Regions from separate parts of the Mus musculus genome. Here region 2 is linked to region 1. Evidence: chromatin contacts called from public HiChIP or PLAC-seq data. All regions are on one chromosome and are shown on one strand. The core of a region is the stretch at or near the end of the contact, and the rest is flanking DNA. Distances in the headings are between cores, read along the strand shown.

Region 1 (4,227 bases), core at 1,171-3,670:
ACCCATGCACTAACTCCATGTCCCCTCTCCTGAACTTAGGTACTTTGTTGTCATTTTTTATCCCTTTCTTTCTTTTTAAGATTTATTTATTTATTTTATGTATGTGAGTACACTGTAGCTGTACAGAAGGGTGGGAGCCTTCATGTGGTTGGGAATTGAATTTCTAGGACCTCTGCTCGCTCTGGTCAAGCCCGCTTGCTCTGACCCAAAGATTTATTTATTATTATGCATAAGTACACTGTAGTTGTCTTCTGACACACCAGAAAGAGCGTCTCATTACGGGTGGTTGTAAGCCACCATGTGGTTGTTGGGATTTGAACTCAGGACCTTCGGAAGAGCAGTCAGTGCTCTTACCCACTGAGCCATCTCACCAGCCCCTTTCCTTTTGTTTTTGTTACTGCTGTATTGGTTGAAGAGATACCAGGATGAATACAACTCTTCAAAGAAAGCACTTAGTTGGGGATTTCTTACAGTTTTAGAGGGTTAGTCCATGATCAACATGGCTGGAAGCAGATAGGCATGGTGCTAGAGCTGTAGCTGGGAACTCATTTCTGATCCACACGTTTCAGGCAGAGGGAAAAGGGCCTGATGTGCGCTTCTGAAAGGTCAAAGCCGGTGCCCAGCAGCACACATCCTGAACAAGGCCACACCTTCTAATCGTTCCCTCACAGTTCTAAGGATGACCAAGCCTTCAAACACATGAGCCTGGGGGCGCTCATTCAAATCAGCACCTCACCCAAATCCTGGACGGTGCACACTGTAAAATCCACATCACTAGTCCTGTTTCCGTGGTTTTTTGTTTTTTTTTTATTCTCGCTGATGTATATTTTAATTTGTGTTTCTGTTTAACTTGTCTCACGAGTATCACTTCTGGTTTCCAGCTTCCTTTTCACCTTTTTCTGGTTTAAAAAGAAAAACCTATCACACTATTGGCATTTTATGACAGTCTTCCACTGTCATACACTGCTCCCAATATTTTTAAAGCACTCCTTAGAATCTACCAAGTAAGTATACCTAACTTAGTAGCTCAGCTCCTTAGAGTAATTATTTTAAAGGAACAAATGCGCCTTCAACTGTATGTCAAGTCTCACACTATGGGGAAAAGATAAAATGCTAACAAAATTCACAGCTTATACTAAAGAAATAAGAAGTACCTGTCTGTGTTCCAAGGTTTATCAAAACTAGATTTTAGAAGTGGATGCCCACAGTCAGCTAATGGATGGATCACAGGGCTCCCAATGGAGGAGCTAGAGAAAGTACCCAAGGAGCTAAAGGGATCTGCAACCCTATAGTTGGATCAACATTATGAACCAACCAGTACCCCGGAGCTCTTGACTCTAGCTGCATATGTATCAAAAGATGGCCTAGTCGGCCATCACTGGAAAGAGAGGCCCATTGGACACACAAACTTTATATGCCCCAGAACAGGGGAACGCCAGGGCCAAAAAGGGGGAGTGGGCGGGTAGGGGAGTGGGGGTGGGTGGGTATGGGGGACTTTTGGTATAGCATTGGAAATGTAAATGAGCTAAATACCTAATAAAAAATGGAAAGAAAAAAAAAAAGAACAAGTAGTTTAACTGTAGATAGTATTTACTAAGTGTTAAAAATTACCATAAATAAATTTAAAACTACAAAAAAAAAAAAAAAGAAAGAAATGACGGCTACTCCACTTGCTTCATCATATTGTATTGACTAGACACAAACTGGAGTCACACGAGAAGAAGGAACTGCAGTTGAAGATTTACCTCCATCAGACTGGCCTGTTGGCATGTCTGTTTTCTTGAATAGTGATTTCTGTTTCTTAATTAACTACTGATGTGGGAAGATCCAGCCCAGTGTGGACAGTGCCACTTCTAGGAAGGTGACCCTGGGTGATAAGAAAGCAAGCTGAGTAAATGGCCCAGAACAAGACAGCTGACAGCTTTCCTCCATTGTCCCTGCCTCTGCTCTTGCTTGAGTTCCTGCCCTGACTTCCCTCAATGGTAGACTGTGGTCTCGATATGTGAGCCAAATAAAACCTTTCGTCCCCCCCCAAAAAAAAAAAAAAAAACAAAAAAAAACTAGATTTTATCATGAACTAAGATTATCAATATTTAATTTAGATCCATTTAGAAGAGGCAATTGTCATTAAACTGTGTCTGGCCTGCCTAACAGGGTCGGCCCTTTCTTTCTTAGAAACTGCCTTGAAGAACACATTTATTTATGAAATACTGAATCCTCAGTGCCTTGAACTCCCCAGAGGCATGCTAAGTCTTTTTCTTTTACTTTTTTCTTTTCTTTTTTTTTTTTTTTTTTTTTTTTTTTTTGGGCCCTTGAAGAAAGATCTGAATTTAAATCGGCAACAGGGGAAGTGGGGGGAGGAGGCTTCTTCTGGTAACAGTGACCAGCCACAAGTGACCAGAGAAAGCTTCCTGTACGAAAGCCACTCACTCGCCTAGAAGTAGGGTTGGGTCATTACTCGCCTGTACGATCACCCACCCCAGAACGACATATGAATGCCAGATGGTTGGACCAGCTCCACGGAGAAACTGATATTTTCATTGTTTGGAACTTGGTTCTGTAGCTTTCTCCATGCAGCGATTTGATTGCAGCATTTAGAAAGTTGGAGAGTGTTCCCATAAATGATTCCACCCCACGAATGGGAGGTGGGGGCAGGCACATTAGCCTGTTTTTCCATTAGTATGTCATTCCCACTTTCTTACTCAGAGGTGGGTAATTCAGACAAGGTTCATAAAAAGAAAATGCATTTTGTGCTTCAGGATGCTTCCCTGCTTTGGGGAACTTGTTACTGAACAGTAAGTACTTCCATTGCCATTGTTCACGGAGTGCTTACACACGAATGTTCATGAAAAGGTTATGTCTTCGTTAGGGTTTTACTGCTGTGAACAGACACCATGACCGAGGCAAGTCTTATAAAAAACAACATTTAATTGGGGCTGGCTTACAGGTTCAGAGGTTCAGTCCATTATCATCAAGGTATCCAGGCAGGCATGGCACAGGAGGAGCTGAGAGTTCTATGTCTTCATCCAAAGGCGGCTAGTGGAAGACTGACTTCCAGGCAACTAGGGTGAGGATCTTATACCCACACCCACAGTGACACACCCATTCTAACCAGTTCACACCTATTCCAACAAGGCCACTCCTTCAGATGGTGCCACTCCCTGGTCCAAGGATATACAAACCATCACAGGTTATAACCATCATTAGCAAAGTTATGACTACATAGTCACGTGACTCTCGTGCTAGATCTTAACTCATCTTAAACATTTTATATCTATTAATATCGACTCATCTCAACATCACGTCAGTGCTGTGAGATAAGTACTGTTCTTTCTATCTTGAGAAACTAAGGCATGGGGAAGTCAGATTACTTACCTAAACCTAAGTAGGAGCAAATGGTGACATTGATTTTTAGCCCAAAGAAGGTTTTATAAACCCCCCTCACTGCACACTAAACTCTTTAAGTGTCAACAAATCTAGCTTGCTATAAGGGTATAGAAGCAATAGTCAGTTCTCTGCTACTTTTCCAATCCCCCCCCCCCCGTGTGTGTGTGTGTGTGTGTGTGTGTGTGTGTGTGTGTTGTTTTGAGACAGGGTCTCATAGTTCAGGTTGGTCTCATATTAACTGTGCAGCTGAATATGAGCTTGGACTTCCACCCTCCAGCAAATGCCTCCCAAGCGCTAGAGTTACAAGCAGGCACTACCAGGCTCAGTTTCTTGGTCCTGGATGATATGAATGGTCTTGCTATTATTGTGGTACAAAACCTGTCTACTGCAAGCCTGAGGCAACATCCCAGGGTGTCTAACCACAGGTCAATAAAGCCAGTATTTCATGGATCATAGAAAAATACCACGTTAGTATATTTAAGCAATAAAGATTTGATTTCCTGCAGTCTGGCTGAGGATGCTCTAGTCTTGACAGCTTCCCTTAGAGTAGAGCACATGAGAGAGAAGTACACAAAAATCAGACAAACATACAAGTAGGATATAAAGCCAAAGATACAAAGTTGCAGTTAGGGTGTTGTGAGTACTGTGATGTAGCACACTGAAGTCCATAGTCTCACTAGGTCGAGGTGCATAGACATATGCCTGCCCTCAAGCAAAAGGACACAGGGGTGTGGTAACTGCAAAGCATTTAAAGAATGGCACTGCCAGAGAACTTCTCAGGCAAGTGAGCAGTTAGAGGCATTAGAGAATTGCCTGAGACATCCAAGCATCAGGGGGTGT
Region 2 (4,227 bases), core at 761-3,260, 300 kb after region 1:
GATCCATCTCTCTCATCCACTGAGGAAAGATTGCACTATTCCTCTTATTTTGCTTTACCATTCTTTTTTAAGGTTTACTTTTCTGACTGTTTTGTTGTTGTTGTTGTTGTTGTTAACATTTTACTTGTTGGTTTTTTCAGACTGGGTCTCTCTATGTGGCTCTGGCTATCCTGGACTTACTTTTTAGACCAGGCTGGCCTTGAACTTCCAAAGATCTGCCTGCCTCTGCCTCTCCAGTGCTGTGATTAAAGGCCTGTGCCACCACCTGTCACCTGGCACTGTCTTTTCATTATGACAGCCACTGACTGTGGTGATATCCTTTTCCAGATTCTAATCACTTGACAGTACAGCTAGGAGGCAGAAAAAGAACAGAAACGATACAGAGATACCTGTACTTTGAGCTTTTCTTTTTTTTTTTTTTTTCCCACAAAATGGTAACCTATGTGTTCTCCCCACAGAATTTTATAATCTTAATGTAATTTTATGGTATATACTTTTTTTTATCCTAAAGAAAAATTAATTAAAATACACTAAGAATCACATTTAAGCTTCCAAAAACAAAATCTACAATATGATATAAAGAATAAGGCCAGTTCAAACTTAAAAATTTTGAAAGAAGAACTTTTTTAACACTCCAAAATTCATTCCTTTAAATGATACCAGAAATACTCTAAGTTATAAGCAATAAGAAAAAAATGAGAGACTACTCTACATGGGGATCCATCCCATAATCAGCCACCAAACCCAGACACTATTGCATATGCCAGCAAGATTTTGCTGAAGGGACCCTGATATAGCTGTCTCGTGTGAGGCTAGACTAGTGCCTGGCAAATACAGAAGTGGATGCTAACAGTCAGCTATTGGATGAAACACACAGGGCCCCCAATGGAGGAGCCCGAGAAAGTACCCAAGGAGCTGAAGGTGTCTGCAACCCTATAGGTGGAACAACAATATGCACTAACCAGTACCCCCCAGAGTTCATCTCTAGCTGCATTTGTAGCAGAAGATGGCCTAGTCAGAAGAGAGGCCCTTAAGTCTTACAAACTTTATATGCCCCAGTACAGGGGAACACCAGGGCCAAGAAGTGGGAGTGGGTGGGTAGGGGAGCAGGGCAGGGGGAGGGTATAGGGAACTTTAGGATAGCATTTGAAATGTAAATAAAGAAAATATCTATTTAAAAAAAAAAAAAAAAAGGCCAGGCATGGTAACGCACGCCTTTGATCCCAGCACTCGGGAGGCAGAGGCAGGAGGATTTCTGAATTCGAGGCCAGCCTGGTCTATAACATGAGTGCCAGGACAGCCAGGGCTATACAGAGAAACCCTGTCTCAGAAAAGGAAAGGGAAAGGGAAAGGGAAAGGGAAAGGGAAAGGGAAAGGGAAAGGGAAAGGGAAAGGGAAAGGGAAAGGGAAAGGGAAAGGGAAAGGGAAAGGGAAAGGGAAAGGGAAAGGGAAAGGGAAAGGGAAAGGGAAAGGGAAAGGGAAAGGGAAAGGGAAAGGGAAAGGGAAAGGGAAAGGGAAAGGGAAAGGGAAAGGGAAAGGGAAAAAGAAAAAGAAAAAGAAAAAGGGAAAGGGAAAAAGAAAAAGAAAAAGAAAAAGAGAAAGGAAAAGGAAAAGGAAAAGGAAAAGGAAAAGGAAAAGGAAAAGGAAAAGGAAAAAAAAGAAAAAAGAAAAAAATGAGACTTGAAAGAATGTTAGGGGAAAATATACTTCAATTCTCTTAATCTAGTCTAGCAAAGTTAAGCCAGGTTCTCAAATTCAACCAATAAAAGACATGAGTAAAATTAAGATTTACCCTCTCCTTAAACTGTGGGTCAAGACTCCTATGTGGGCGACACATCACTAAATATGGGGTCATAACAAATTTTGAGAAGTAAAGTTTCTAACATGAGACAACCAAAACTTTACTCAAAACCAACTGTAATGAATCCCGTGTTTGCTTCTGGCTGCGCTGACTTATGGTGCGTCAGGCAGCTTCCCCACAGCCTTGGCTCTGAATGCAAACATGATGACTGTGCACTGAATCTGGCATCAGTCCACACTACACAAGCATGACGGAAACCTACTAAGGACCAGCACAGGTTGTAAATGTCACTGTTCCTACTGTACACTCCACCTCTTATAGAAACTGAGTTAAACACATAAAATAAAACTTCTCTTTTTTTCCTACCATCATTCGTAGTATGCAAATATCAAAAGAGTCTATCTTTGAATTGTATCATGTTAGAATATTTAATTAAAACTTGCTGAGTTGCTGACTTGAGTTTAACTTTAAAAAACAAAATCATTGCAAGAGTTTTGGCATAGGATCAGGACAGAATTTCCAATAATTTCTAGATGCCTTAAATTTCCTCCAGCCATTTTGTGCTGAGTAGGTAAAGCAAGGGTTCTTAGCAGTAACCATTATAAAACCAAAATCCTAAAGCATGCACGTTAAAGATGTTCTGCCTTAGAGTATCAAATATCCAGCCAAGATTTAATTCTATGTGTAAATTTGAACAAGCCTATCCATCTTATTAATAAAAAATTGATTTCCTCATAAACAAATGGAAAAGATGTATGTATAGCAAAACTGTTTTAAATGAGTTTGATTTATTACCAGCAAATGTTTGCTCTCCATATCTATTTCATACATACACAGTCACATAAAAAATTTCAAACAAAAAGAATCACAAAATATATATCCATAGTCACATAAAGAAATTCTCAAACAAAAAGGATTTCAAACAAAAGGATCACTTAGAAAAGTTTAAGAAGCCCTGCTATAAGCCACCTCATATGCTTCCCAGTGGAAGCCACTCTCAGCCACTGCCATTATCTACCCAAACACTGCAATAGAGCAAACTAAGGTCCATTAAATTAATTTCCTTATTTTATTATACCTCCTTGCACTTTCTTCTTAGAGGAAGCAAAGTAAAATGCATATATCAGTTATAAAGTTTTATGGCATTTTCGCTATTTCTGTCTTATAAATGTTATTTTAACAACCTGCATGCATTCAACCTTCTGGACACGGAAGCACACACCTGTAATCCGCAGTAGGCAGAGACACAGGGTAGAAAGCCTGGGGCAGTCTAAGCTATCTAACAAAACCATCCCAAAGAAGCCAGTTACAAATACCTCAGGATTTACATTTTAAATATATATACAGGACCTCACTGTGTAGCAAGAGCTACTGAACTACTAAGATCTGCTGCTCCTGTCTCTCAAGTGCTGGGTTATGTGACATGAGGTATTCAGGTTTTTATTTTTCAATAACTGTAAGACATGCTATAATGACTAAAGTTATAACATTTCTAAATATATTTTCTTCTTTTGAATGGTTAGATCATGAATTCCCAGATTTACTATGTATATGTATATGTGTGTGTATGTATAAATGTGTGTGTATATATTTATTTATTTAATGACTCACTGCTCAAATAAGATATAAGATACAGTACTTCCTCAGAAACTTAAATGGATTTACCACTTCAATATACCTGTATTTAACCATAGGTACAAACTACTCATTTTCCATTGATTTTTATTTCATACAAAGATTATTCCTCTATTATTTGTATCTCTTTTCAATGTAGATTTAAGTTTTACTCAGTAATTCTTCCATAAGCCTGGTTTTTACTATAACAACCACAATACATACACATTCATTATTAAAAGGGATCTTAACTGGTCTGAGACGAGAGAAAAATCAAAAGTTAATTATTTCTTGGGTCTATTGTTTTCAACATTAACTTTCAGTTTATTTGCCTAGCGGAAAATTTTATTAATTATAATGGCATTCCTAACCTATTTTAGCTTTGAAATACATTTTCAAATAGGTTTTTTTTGGACACAGATTTTTGCTCGTTGGTAAACTTTATTAACTTACAACTAAGAATGTGTCCTAGTTTCCTAAGCTGAATACATCATTTCATAAAACCCTGCAAAGATTTAAGAACTCTGCCTTTTGATTTTGAAAGCTTAACAAGGAAGTAATTACCTCTGCTTGCTTTTCAACTCCAGGTCTGCGGCTGTCGCGACACTATGGCGTGTGTCACTAGAAGCAATCACCAGGTGGAGAACAGCTTCAAGTTCAGGCACCTGCTCAGCTTCTATGAACTTCACTATACCCAATTTGCACTGCAGATAAGTGAAGGGAAGGAGAAAGAAGGGTCAGGGAAACAAAGAGCACGCACTAAAGCTAGTTAACATAACAACACGGTCATAAGCCATGGATTAATGCAACAG

Evidence for each region. HiChIP or PLAC-seq counts read pairs in DNA pulled down with a chosen protein or histone mark.
Region 2: a contact with region 1 is called in a CTCF HiChIP or PLAC-seq map of the NIH/3T3 cell line, with 8 read pairs. The contact joins two enhancer-like sites.

Annotation. Positions count from the first base shown.
Region 1 is chr4:58,566,096-58,570,322 of GRCm38.p6, forward strand. No RefSeq gene overlaps it. Among named protein-coding and RNA genes, the nearest start is that of Lpar1, 15 kb to the left of the region's middle. Within about 2 kb of position 2,421, at least 32 of the 459 cell types and tissues checked have an H3K27ac peak or open chromatin away from gene starts, as enhancers often do. A contact at or near this core is called in the NIH/3T3 cell line, where this site is marked.
Region 2 is chr4:58,865,436-58,869,662 of GRCm38.p6, forward strand. Ecpas (Ecm29 proteasome adaptor and scaffold) reads right to left here. Exons shown (of 49, transcript NM_172381.3): 7 at 3,980-4,119. Among named protein-coding and RNA genes, the nearest start is that of Ecpas, 45 kb to the right of the region's middle. Within about 2 kb of position 2,011, at least 40 of the 459 cell types and tissues checked have an H3K27ac peak or open chromatin away from gene starts, as enhancers often do. A contact at or near this core is called in the NIH/3T3 cell line, where this site is marked.